Linked DNA regions of Zea mays: region 1 is linked to region 2. Evidence: chromatin contacts called from public Hi-C data. All regions are on one chromosome and are shown on one strand. Each heading gives the region's core, a stretch centred on a gene start, on an enhancer-like site or on the middle of the called end of the contact. The rest is flanking DNA. Distances are from core to core; before and after follow the strand shown.

Region 1 (6,155 bases), core at 1,521-4,020, 210 kb after region 2:
CTCCCTTAGGCCTTGTTCGTTTGTGCCGGATTGATGGGTTGGAACGATTCCTAACCGGATTGCTTCTCTAATTTATATAAACTTTGATTAGCTGGAACGATTCCGGGTGCAATCAGACACAAACGAACAAGGCCTTAGGTGGATTGTCACCGGAGTGGTCTCGCATGAAAGGCTTACCATTCAGATCTAAAAGTGTTGTGCCATCTAGCCAGTCGCCTCACTAGGGTGACGACGATGTCGATCCCTAGCTGGAGACCATTTACTGGCATTGAATCTCTAGTAATGTCCAAGTCATTTCTATTATGCACTATTTCTTATATTATGTTCATTTGGTATCACAAACATTTTTGTTTTTAACTAATCAGTTAAACTTTTAAGAAGATTGACTTAAGACAACTTTAGGAATTAATTTATCGGACCCATACAATATCTGGCAAAAATAGTATGACAGAAACTGAAGCTCTTTAATACGTACCTGAACCTGTAGACTTGTACATAATCCAGAAATTATTTCAGTTGGGATATTGAAAGTCGGCTACTTATTGGCTTGGGAAATAAGAACTGTAGAACTACTGCAATTGGTCTATTACACTGGGATATCAAATGCTACTGAACCACCAGCTGTTTGGTCAAGTGGTAACCAAGTAAATGTACTCCTAAAACTAGTTTATTCCATCCACGTAGAATCCAACCGATCGACGTTCTTCGTTGGTCACCCCTATTCAGCCGTTGCTTCAAATATAGGAGGCTTTTAAGCTTTGACCTCTGCTGTCCAGCTAAACCTAATTCAGCATCCCCACTCCCACTAAGCACTAATACTGATACAGGCACCCGGTAGATATTTGACAGTTGTTGTGCCTGTTCGTTCCAGATCTTTTTCTTTCTTTTCTTTTTTCCAAGGTCAAGAAAACTTCAGCTTCCTACGCCACCACTACTGCGAACGCAAGGATGAAAGAAGCGGAAAAAAAGGTGGAAGCCGAAAGCAACACGGCAGAATCGTTTTTTTCCCCTGCGCCTCTTTCTGCCTGCGGCTCTCTTTGACGCGCAGCCCCTCGCTCTTTTTCAGAAATTTGTATGGATTCTAGTGCCTTTCATTTAAGGCCCCGTTTGTTTCCTTTCATTTCGAGGAATTGGAATCTTACTAATGGAGTAGGCTATTTTTTTAGAATATGACATTCCACCACTTTCCAAAGTTATCATATAAGCCTACCTCAAATTCATGGGGTGAGAGATGGAAATTGATTCTATAGATTTACATGTTATTTTTCCGATGTACAACTTATAGCACATTCTTCTACTTGCGCCTCTATAACATAAATGTAGTATATAACTATCTCTCTCATATGATTTTGGATAATATACAAATATATTACATATATAAATATATAAACTTAATTAGTTTTGTCTAAATTATAATTATTAAAATGGAATTCAATTCCAACTAAACAAACAGGCCCTAAGAATAATAGAATTGACCCAGTTTTAAGGAAACCGGGCCCGAAACCTATACAGAGCACACAAACAGCCTAGAGAACAACAACCCTACACACACAACCTAAATAGAGTTATCGTTGTCGAGCTCGACACAAGGGACAAGCAGCTCCAACTCCGCAAGATGGGCTGATAGGCAACAGGCGGTTGGATTGGGACATCAACACGTCGACACCATACCAAACTCAGCACAACGACGACAGAGTAACACGCCGAAGCGAACACCACCACCACGCAAACAACACACCCAACAAAACACTACACCACCACAAACTCGGAGAGGAAGCGAAAGAAGCCACCACGAACTGCGCCGTCGTCGCCAACGATGTGCCACGCCAAAAGCTGCAGCCCGGTGCAAGCCTGAGCGACACCTGGAATTCCTCCACCATGGGAAATCACCCTCAAGCCACACGCACGGTCGTCGATCACCCGGCTCACACTCCTCTGCCAAGGACTTAGAAATCTCCGCACAACGGCACTCCTCTACCGCTGTGCACGAGCAACACCACCCACCAACCACCGTCACTACCTGACCAAGATGGGCCTCAGATGCGACGTCTCCAAGGAGGGCACGACGCCAATGACGCCGCCGTCACATGTCCAAGGATGGACAGGGTTCACACCCTCGAGAACCCGAGACATGATGTCTCCCAATGGTGCCCCAACAGATAGAGTGATGCCACAAGGGCGCCGCCACCATCACCACTGACATAGACGTCAGTGAAGACTTACGCCCGACTCAGCACCATGTCTTATATTGCGGTTTAACTTTGTCCGTGGGGTTCGACTATAGATGGCCAATAAGCACGAGGCCCGCGAGCCCTGCACGACCCGTTTACCTCTAAGCTCGTTAAGCCCGCTTTTTTACACTAAAACGTGCTTCCCGGCTCGCATAGTCTGCTTTTCGGCCCGCTTTTTCGTGCTAAACGGGCCAGCGCTACGGGCCGGGCTCGGACAGGAAATTGAGCCTGCGTGTTTAGACGGCCCGGCCCGATTTTCTAACCGTGTCTGGCGTGCCGTGCCGGGTCGGGCCGGGCGGCCCGTTTGGCCATCTCTAGGTTCGAGCAAGCTGCGCAGCCTCTGTGTTTTCAGAAAAAACCACATAGTACTTCGAACATATATATTGGTTTCAGACTTTTCAGTGTACCATGGTCGAACGATTTCTATGCAGGCGATACTGTAAAACACGTTCAGGAATTTTATGCATCGTCCCAGACACCCCGAGGTCGATTCTGCAAAACGGCACCGGTCTACAACTTTGTCCGTTATCTCCCTGCTCCGGCGCCCCCGGCTCCTGCCGACCTCCACCACGCACACAAACACGCGGACGCGGCTTTGTTGAAGGAAGCTGCACGGCAGAAAGGAAGGAGAAGAAAGACGGTAACTGATAAAACGAATACTAAACAAGAGGAGAAACTGAAACAAATCCATGGGGTTTGAATCGACAATAGCTGTTCCACGGACTCCATTCCAGCTCAAACCCTTTCCTACTCTCTCTCTCTCTCTCTCTCTCTCTCTTTCTATCCGTCGTCATCGATCGCCTGCTGCTTTAACATTCGTTCCTTGGCTCGGGGGATTTGGTGGTGCGAGCCAGCAGCGAGCGAGCGAGCGTGCGTGCGTGCCTGCGCCGGGTGCAGCGCATCGCATCCTACCAGTTCCTCCATGGACAAGGAAAGCGCGCCGCTTTATTAGATTTCAGACTCCCTTGCTTGCTCCCGTCCGCGTCCGCGTCCACGTCGACCGCCTCCTCCTGCTTTTGCTGCTCACCGTCGTCACCGAGTATATAAGCAAGCAAGCGCGCACGGCATGCCTTGGAAAGGGAAGCCATCGCCCATTGCAGGTGCCCGCGTTTGACACGGAGAGGTGGCCGCGTGTTGGACTCGTAGAGAAGAAGAGGAGGACCGGGAGTCGGATGCGTGCCTGTACGACGACGCGTGCGTGACTAGGTGAATGGCGAGAGGGACCCGAGGAGGAGGAGGAGGAAGGTGGTAGCTGGGCGGCTGGGCGACGGCGCGCGGCAACGACCGCGCTCTTGGGTTGGGGCTCGTTCGTCCTCTGCGTCGGCTACAAGAGCAGAGCCCAGAGCAGAGCAGAGGAGAGGAGCTTCAGCGTTTGCATGGGAGCAGGGGAGAATTCTGCGCCAGGTGAGTGAGCTTCAGCGCTTGCGATTCCTTCGATCCATGCATTCCTTCCTGCTCAGGGCTTTGCATTTAGAATTCGTGGTGCCCTGGCTGTTCTCCAGTTTGAGACTACTGCCAGGTTTCTTGTATTTTTTCGACGAAGCGTGGAAGAACTGGAGATTACGTTTCCGCTCTGCTAGGGGGTTTTCTGTTGATTTTAGTAGTTGCAAGTCGGCCAAAAGAAAGTTTTTTTTTCCCTCTATCGCTCTGTTTTCATGTGCATGTTGATACTGCGCTTTGTTTCCCGTTTTTTTCTCTACATATTGATAGTTAGCTGGTGTCTGAATATCCATAGCCCTGTTCTGAGGCTACGTTTGAATGCACTGTAGTTAATAGTTATTAACTAAAATTAGGTGGAGATATCCAAAAACCATAGATAATGATTTAGCTATTAGCTATTTTTAATATATTAGTTAATAGGTAGCTAGCTATTTGCTAGCCAGTTAATTATACCTGTAATTTTTTAGCTAACTAATTATTAGCTTCAGTGTATTTAAACACCCCTAAATTTCAGACGTTCACATGTTAGTAGTCATATGTCTGGAACTCGGTTTTTTCCTTGAAATTGCTCCAGAATCCAGTCTTCTTGGTGTGAAAACACTCAACCAGCACTACTGCCAATCTTACCGTATTCAACGGAGTGACATTCCCGCCATGACTATTGTTTGACTCGCACCTGTCCGTTAAAGTTAGGCACGGAAGGAAGGAAGCCGATTGAGCAGCCCAGCCCAAACTGCGACAGGAGGGTCATCATCCAACAACAATTCAATCAGTCTGAACTGAAACCTGCGTCCGTACGTTAGAATTGTTACGTTCTGACGACTGACTGACTTATTAGACAGCCAGTGCCATGGTTTATCTATTTAGCACATGCGGAAAGGAGTTGCGCTTGTTTGCAGATCTGTTGCATCGTTTCTTTTGGTTCTATATACCTGAATCGAGATCGGAGTGTAATTCTTGGAGCTTTGCTGAGGTCAGCTTGCTAGCATGGAACCGAGGAGCAGGAGGTTAGAGCAGTTGGTGTTCCTGCTCTGCTTCATCGCGGCGATCACATGCAGGCTACACGCACAAGCCCAGGCCCAAACGACTCTGCAACGCCCCAAAAGCTCAGCTCACAATGGAGCAGGTGACTAACTCTCTCTCTCTCTCTCTCATGTGTTTTGTATATCATATCATAGATAAACCTCGCAAAATCTATTCATCGCCTTTGCTGGTAAGTGGCAGTAACATGCAAGATAGGTTTGTTTGTAATAATAATAAAATAATAATCTTTGAAGAGGTAAAAGTATCATGCCAGCAGGACAGCAAAACTGCCCTGGTTAACTGTTCCACTAGTTGACATTCTACAGCTACATATATCCGACATTTTTCTTGTTGGAAGCATATGTGAATAGGGCATCTGATCTTTGTTGCCTCTGGGTGTGAGTGTGATCAGCGCGTAGGGATTTGTCAGAGATGGGAAACGGATCGGAGAGCGTGCTGTCAAGGAGAACGAGGAGGGTCGATCCTCTTGATGGACTGAGGAAATACGAGGGAGGCTACAACATCACTGACAGGCACTACTGGAGTGTAAGCTCCCTACATGTCTGAACTGTTGTTAGCATACTTTCTCTCTCTCTCTCTTTCTCTCTCTCTCTGAAGTCTGAACATACTGTGCAGCATTTTAGATACTGAGCATGTTATGATCAGGATTCAGGACATAAATCGTTCACTAACGAAATCATAATACCAAATATGTATTAAAACTATATATAATCATGGTACCTGTTCTTTGATGTGCAGAAATCACTTTCTATATCCATAGACATATAACATCAAATCCATGCCATGTCATGCCAATGCCAGGGTTAAAACTGATCGTTGCCTTGCTTACTTTTTTTTTCTTCCAGTCGGCCATATTTACAGGTAGATTTGGATATCTGATGTCAGGACTATGGATTACCGGTGGCATCGTTTTCGCTGCTGTCCTTCTCGTCTCCAAGATCTTCTTCCCGAGAAAGAAAGAAAGATACACTGACCTCGACTATTTCCTCGAGAGATATCAAGTTTTGACCGTGGTACTCTGTGTCCTCCTCACAGCACTCGTCATGTAAGCTGCTCCTCCTCTACGAGCAACTATGAATCAATGCGCGCTGTTACCAATACCAGTTAGTAATCTACTCGGTCTGGCGTTTCTACTCGCAGGGTTTCTTCAGCGGCGGCGCTTCGCGGCACGGTACAGTTCCACTCAGCGGCAGAATCCGTGAAGGAGAAGATCGGGACGACCGCACTCGAGGCTACAGCGGCAATCTACAACGTAACAGGTGCCATCGAGAGGATGCAGAACACGTCGAAGCTATACAACTACACCAGCCAGGCTTGGGGCCATCTCAACTCCACGGTCGAGGCGCTCGACTCCGAAGCCGTGGAGATCGAGGCGAAGGCGGAGACGAACATGCGCTTGGTTAGCGAGGGAATCAGGGCTCTGTAAGAGCTTTACTAGCT
Region 2 (5,770 bases), core at 2,605-5,104:
TGCCGTAGCGGGCTAGAGCAGGGAGAGACAGGCAGCGACATGTTCATCCGAACATTGGATGTGTTCCTGGACGAAAGAGAGATCGGTTGAGACACAGTTCACAATATGTAAATTGATATAAATCTGACAGAAGGAGAACATACAATGCTGCGATCCTGCGACTTGATGTCGAAGGAATAGGGGATGTTGGTCCTGGCAAGTTTCTTCCAAGGATATCAGGATCTCTTAAAGGAGATAAACTTCTGTATGACGAAGTTTCAATTTTCACCTGGAGAAAAAAGCACACCATTAAGAAATCATGAAGGAACATGGAACCTTGGAATATGATCGGTGTGACAAATCGTAATAAATTGTGATCAGCTTTACAGTTTTACATGTATATATATACATGCATATCTTCTATCATGCTCTAATACAGAACACAAGCCGATTTCATAAAGGGGCATCTATTTGATAATATTAGTCCCAAAATCGGAGGCAGTATGTGGATGACGTACCCTGCTGTTTTTTCCGTCAGTTGAATTAGGAAACATATCCCTTGTGATACTGGACCTGGAACTCCTGACTGTAGCCTGGTCCTTGACAAAAGGGTGATCCATCAGCTGAGCAGCTGTAGGGCGGGCAGCAGGATCACGCTGCAAGCAGAGTTTCAGGAAACTTTTTGCCTCAGAAGAAAGATTATTTGGGATATCTGGTATGTCTTTGCTGTTGCCAATTTTGAATATTGCTGCCACCTGTGAAATCCATCCAAATATTAGCAGATGATCAATGGAAGAATAGTCATCATAATTGATAAGCATGTAAAAATGATTGCATCCATTAAGTCAATAACTCACCCCTTCATACTGACTCCAAGGAGGCTTTGCTGTTGCCATCTCAAGAATGGTGCAGCCAAGGCTCCAAATGTCTACTGAAAGGCTGTAACCATTGCTATTCATAATAACCTGAATTTTGGCATGAAAAGAAAGAATTCAAGCCTTTTAGTTTCTGTTCACTAGGGGGAATCAACAAGATACTTCAACTTCAGTAGCCTCACCTCTGGTGCCATCCAGTAAGGGCTCCCTTTGAAGGATTTGATAGATGTATATGCTGATATCTGTGTACACATAACAGATTATTGATTAAAATCATAAGATAAGAAAGCCAGGCAGCTAACTATTGAATTGTGAGATGATTGACAGAGTTTAGCACTTACATGTTTCGCCATACCAAAATCAGCAAGCTTGATGTCACCATTAGGATCTACAAGTATGTTTGCCCCTTTGATATCCCTGTCAGATAAGTAAACTTCCGTTAATAAGTAAAGATGCTAAAACTGGCATGTGGTACGAAAGAATAAAAGACAATTGTATCTTATATATTGATGATGGTATTGACTGCCAAATACCTATGCACTGTATTCCGCCCATGCAAGTATGCAAGGCCAGAAAGGATTTGTGCTGTGTAATTCCGAAGCACTGCCTCCCCAAACGGACCATATTCTTGAAGCAACTTATGGATAGAGCCCCCAGAAACATACTCGAGATAGACCGAGAGTGTCTCATTGCACTGCATTATAGCATAAAACACACATATTAATATGACCATTGTATCAATGCTTAATTTCAAGGTTGTAATTGCACTGCTTATGAGTGTTATGAATGATTATTATGTAATCCTAGAAGATCACTGTTAATTCAGTAATTACCAAATCACTGCCATAGTACTGAACAATGTTTGGATGTGACAGCTGACTCAGCAGCACGATTTCCTGTACATATCAACTAGTGTCAGTCCGAGAAAGCAATACAGTTTCTTCTACAACATTGATGCCAATATTTACAATATTTCCGTAGTATATTATCACCTGATTTAGCTGCCTGAGGGACTCCTTTGAGTTAGAATCATCTGAAATGACCTTAACCTCTTTAATTGCACACATTTGACCACCTTCACTGCATAGCATATATTTCTAATATGAGTTTGTATGGTGTTAAAACGAAACGAATACAATAACTCATCCAAAAAAATGTGAGAAAAACACAATGCTTCAAAATCAGGCCAAGTACCTGTTGAATCCCATGTATACTTGCCCAAACGTCCCACTACCTAGCAACTTCCCCTTCTTCCACTGTAGAGAAGAGGAAGGCAAGCATGGGGAACCTGGAGGAAGAGGAAGTGGTTGGGGTGAGCTTGAGCTTCGCGAATCATCCTGCCATGAAGTAGGAGATGCAGGGCATTGCCCAAATGTTCTTGATGGCACAGGCGAATTTTGATAGTGATGTCCTCTTGAACTAGGAGGAGAAGTGGGCACTTGTGTACTGAACACGATTTCGGTTGATCTCCGACCACGGCAGTATGTAGTTCGATCATTTGCAAGATCCAAATTTTGAGGGCGAAATTCTTTCCTTGGGGAAACTGATGTTTCAGACAACCGGGTATGCTCCACAGCCTGATTATTGGTGAAAATGGTCCCCTCTGCTGGCACCTGACTTTGTTTCCGGGATTCAATTGCTACTGTTCTGCCCAGAAGAGTGCTGCTTGTTTCTGACAACCTATGAAATCGGACATAGGAAACAACTCTCAGAAATGCATGTCTTCGATAAACAAATAGTGATACTTTGCCTTTACATGATGTCGTATCTCAATCAATAGTATTTTTTTTTACTATCGAAGCGCAATTATTTCCTTAGACAACTATTCCCTCCTACTTTGTAATCATGCAAGGATACAGAAAAAGGGGGAATATTTTTCTCAAACAAAAAACGTCTCCAATGAATGAGGTATCTTTGGATTAAATATTGCTTCGAAGTGTCAAAATATATATTTTAATATCTGTAATTAGACTAGAAGAACCGAGCCCATCAAAGAAGTCCACCCGAATGTAAGAAGATGAATGAACTCGTTTCAGAAGCAATCATCAACAGAAGTGTTTTAGGCATAGTATAAGTCGTAATAGGATAATGGAATCCGTAAATCAATTGGAGCAATTCCCCCAAAATTCAAATAGCCACAGAAATCCTCCGAACTGATGGAATTTGTACATTAGAAGAAAAAAAACTGACCGAATTTCAGAGTAGCGTGTTACTATTTGTCTACAGGTTGGACAAATTTCAGAAGGCAAAAGGTCAACGCTCTAAACTGGGCACTAAAGCATACCCAGAGAATGCAAAATTTAGCAGATAACACATCGAAAATTGCAGCTCCAAAATCCAAGTCGCCCAATAAAAATCAAACAAGCAAACATCAAATATTTCAAACACAGAGAGTTAAACAAATCTCGGCACCCGAACCCATTTGGGAATATAGCATACGGCTCCCACTCGTCAGTTCACCTTGAATTCAATCGGACGGGCAACCAAGCGAATCCATCCACAAGGAGATTCAGCAGCCAAAAATAATAATAAGGTTCAGGAACTGCTAATTACTAGCGGCCCAAAAAAAACGAGCGCGCTTTACACCAAATCCTGCACGGGGACAGCACCAAACGGCGCAACTTTAGCTTCCCCGTGAACCAACCAACCACCCACCCACCCAAAGAAGCCACCGGTGGTGGACCAACCGCCGCGCCGTGCGCTGCCCCATGTCTCACCTGTAAACCCCGAGATCCAGCTGGTCGTCGGACGTGGAGGACCCCAGCGAGGAGTCGCCGCCGCTGGACGCCGACGCCGAGGCGGAGGCCGACGCGGACGCGGACGGCAGCGGCGTCGGCAAGGACGCCGGGCGCGGGAGCGGGAGCGGGAGCCCCATACCCTCCCCCGCCGCCGCCGGCGCATGCTGCTGCTTCCCGCGGACGCCCTTGGCGAGGAGCGCCTCGTCGAAGCTGCTCGCCTTCTTCTTCCCCTTCTCCTCCTTCACATCGCCGATGGCAGCGGCCGCCGCGATCGATTCGTCCGCCGCCGCCGCCGCCGCCGCTCCGGCCGCCTTGCTAGACTTGCTCCTGCCCTTGCTCTTCCACCACGCCGGCATCCTGCCGCTCCACGGTGGCTTCAGAGAGTTTGAGAGAGAGAGAGAGAGAGAGAGAGAGAGAGCGGTGTGTAGAGAGAGAAAGAGAAAGAGGAGAGGCGTACACGCGGGAGAGAAAGGGGCCGGGGAGTTGTAACGACCGGGGTCGACGTTGCGGGGCCCGCGTGGCAGTCTGCGCGTACGCAGCAGCTTGCGCCCGCGGGCACACGAGTGGTGGCGGCCGATGCACACGTAGCGCGCGCCTAGCGATGCGCCACCGCCCACTCCCAGTGCTGCTGGCGCGGCGGGAGGACAGACAACACGCTTCGGCCGCGCCAACTCTGGCTGGAGCCAGGGCCCAGGGATGACACGGGCTGCCGGCGGCGCCTACCGGGCCCACGAGGGACGTGGGGACCAGGTGGGTGTTGCCGTGCGGCGTGCGTGTTGGCGCGGAAGTGGAGTGGACAGGTGACAACTGGTGGTAGACTGACGTGTCCGGCGGGTTAGGTTGGGTTGGCTGCTAAGCACACAGTGGTGTGGTGTGGTGGGGGGTGGGTTTACGTTTATCGCTCGCGACGCTGCCACTGCCAACACACTACTACGCCTTTTCGTCCTTGGTGTTTTTTTTTTTTGTTTTTTTGCATTTCGATTAGCAACCCAACAATACTACAAGTACTAGTATATAATATTTCAATTTGTTAGCTACGGATGTTGAGAGATGCCGCCTTTTGTTTTTAAGATAATAAAGATGGGGGGTAGTAATGGCGACGCGACGGCGGGCTGATGGGTGAGCTAGCCATTGATTGAGAAAAAGTTACTTGTATTTATCTACTCTCTCGTGTGCCGACTTGCGAGCGTGATGTTTATTTTTAATCCACGTTTGATACGGGACATGGGTCAATTATCGTATACCGAACACGAAGACTTGTGTCTGTCTGAACTGCCTCTTATTTTTTAACCCCGCATGTCAACTGTCTCGCATCGTTTCTTTCTCTATCGAGTGTTATTTGTCTGGTTGGCACATACATACCTAATAAACGTATCCGTGTGATGCTATATTATTCGGTTCCTGCTGGCTGCATCTTATCTTAACTGGAACAAATAATGTCTCGTTTTTGTGTTTTATTTAAGATTTCCTGACTGTAAGTTTGAGTTGTTCACCGTACGTCAATGTTGACATGTGAGGTATGTCATATGTATGTAATATAATAATTAGTGATGGTGGACTGATTACGTGCTAATGACAAATGGAGAGACATCAAAACGGTTCTTCAAGCACAAGAGATAGCTAAGAGACTCTATTGTACAATAGAGTGTCTATAAATTTAATTTATTAATAAATACAGAAATAAATGCGCTTGTACAATATCGGATCGATAGAACGGACGACGAATTTGTACAGTTCATGTGAGGTGAGGCGTCTGTTGCTACTTGGGTTACGAGCCAGAGGGCGTCTCTTCACGGAGAGATGATGGCTCCACGATTTTTTTTTTTTTTTTTTGCAAATAACACCTTTAAACACCTCAAAAGACTCTACATTAATCACCACTCTACATGTCTAAGTCAGGTTCATCGAAAAGTTATTTACTCATCGTAATTACCAGGTCGGGAAAAAACAAGGGGACAAAAGAGAGGGTACGCAGACCAGTGTTATCCCAAACGGTCGTTTATACCATTTAAACGTCGTTTAAACGTTACTCGGTAGCTAACTATATTGGTTGTTTATGCCGTTTAATCCTGTATAATCCATTTTTTCAGTCTGTTTTAACGCTCGTGTAGACCTATTAAACTCTAAACAGAGAATGACTGATTGTTTACCGTTTACCGTTTAGGATAACGTTGAACA

Evidence for each region. Hi-C and Micro-C count contacts between places; a contact is called where the count stands out from the background.
Region 1: a Hi-C map of leaf shows a contact between it and region 2, with 2.1 times the contacts expected there. The contact joins the promoter of LOC109945996 here to the promoter of LOC100191795 in region 2. A contact is called at or near these places in 4 of 25 Hi-C or Micro-C datasets (bundle sheath, leaf and tassel).

Annotation. Positions count from the first base shown.
Region 1 is chr4:15,567,689-15,573,843 of Zm-B73-REFERENCE-NAM-5.0, forward strand. LOC109945996 reads left to right here and starts at 2,771. Exons shown (of 9, transcript XM_020552472.2): 1 at 2,771-3,635; 2 at 4,650-4,797; 3 at 5,107-5,240; 4 at 5,601-5,760; 5 at 5,856-6,137. The coding sequence starts at 5,759.
Region 2 is chr4:15,353,507-15,359,276 of Zm-B73-REFERENCE-NAM-5.0, forward strand. LOC100191795 reads right to left here and starts at 3,855. Exons shown (of 11, transcript NM_001137220.1): 1 at 3,572-3,855; 2 at 2,049-2,534; 3 at 1,847-1,934; 4 at 1,688-1,750; 5 at 1,388-1,548; 6 at 1,196-1,271; 7 at 1,037-1,096; 8 at 837-944; 9 at 498-734; 10 at 144-268; 11 at 1-66. The coding sequence starts at 3,729.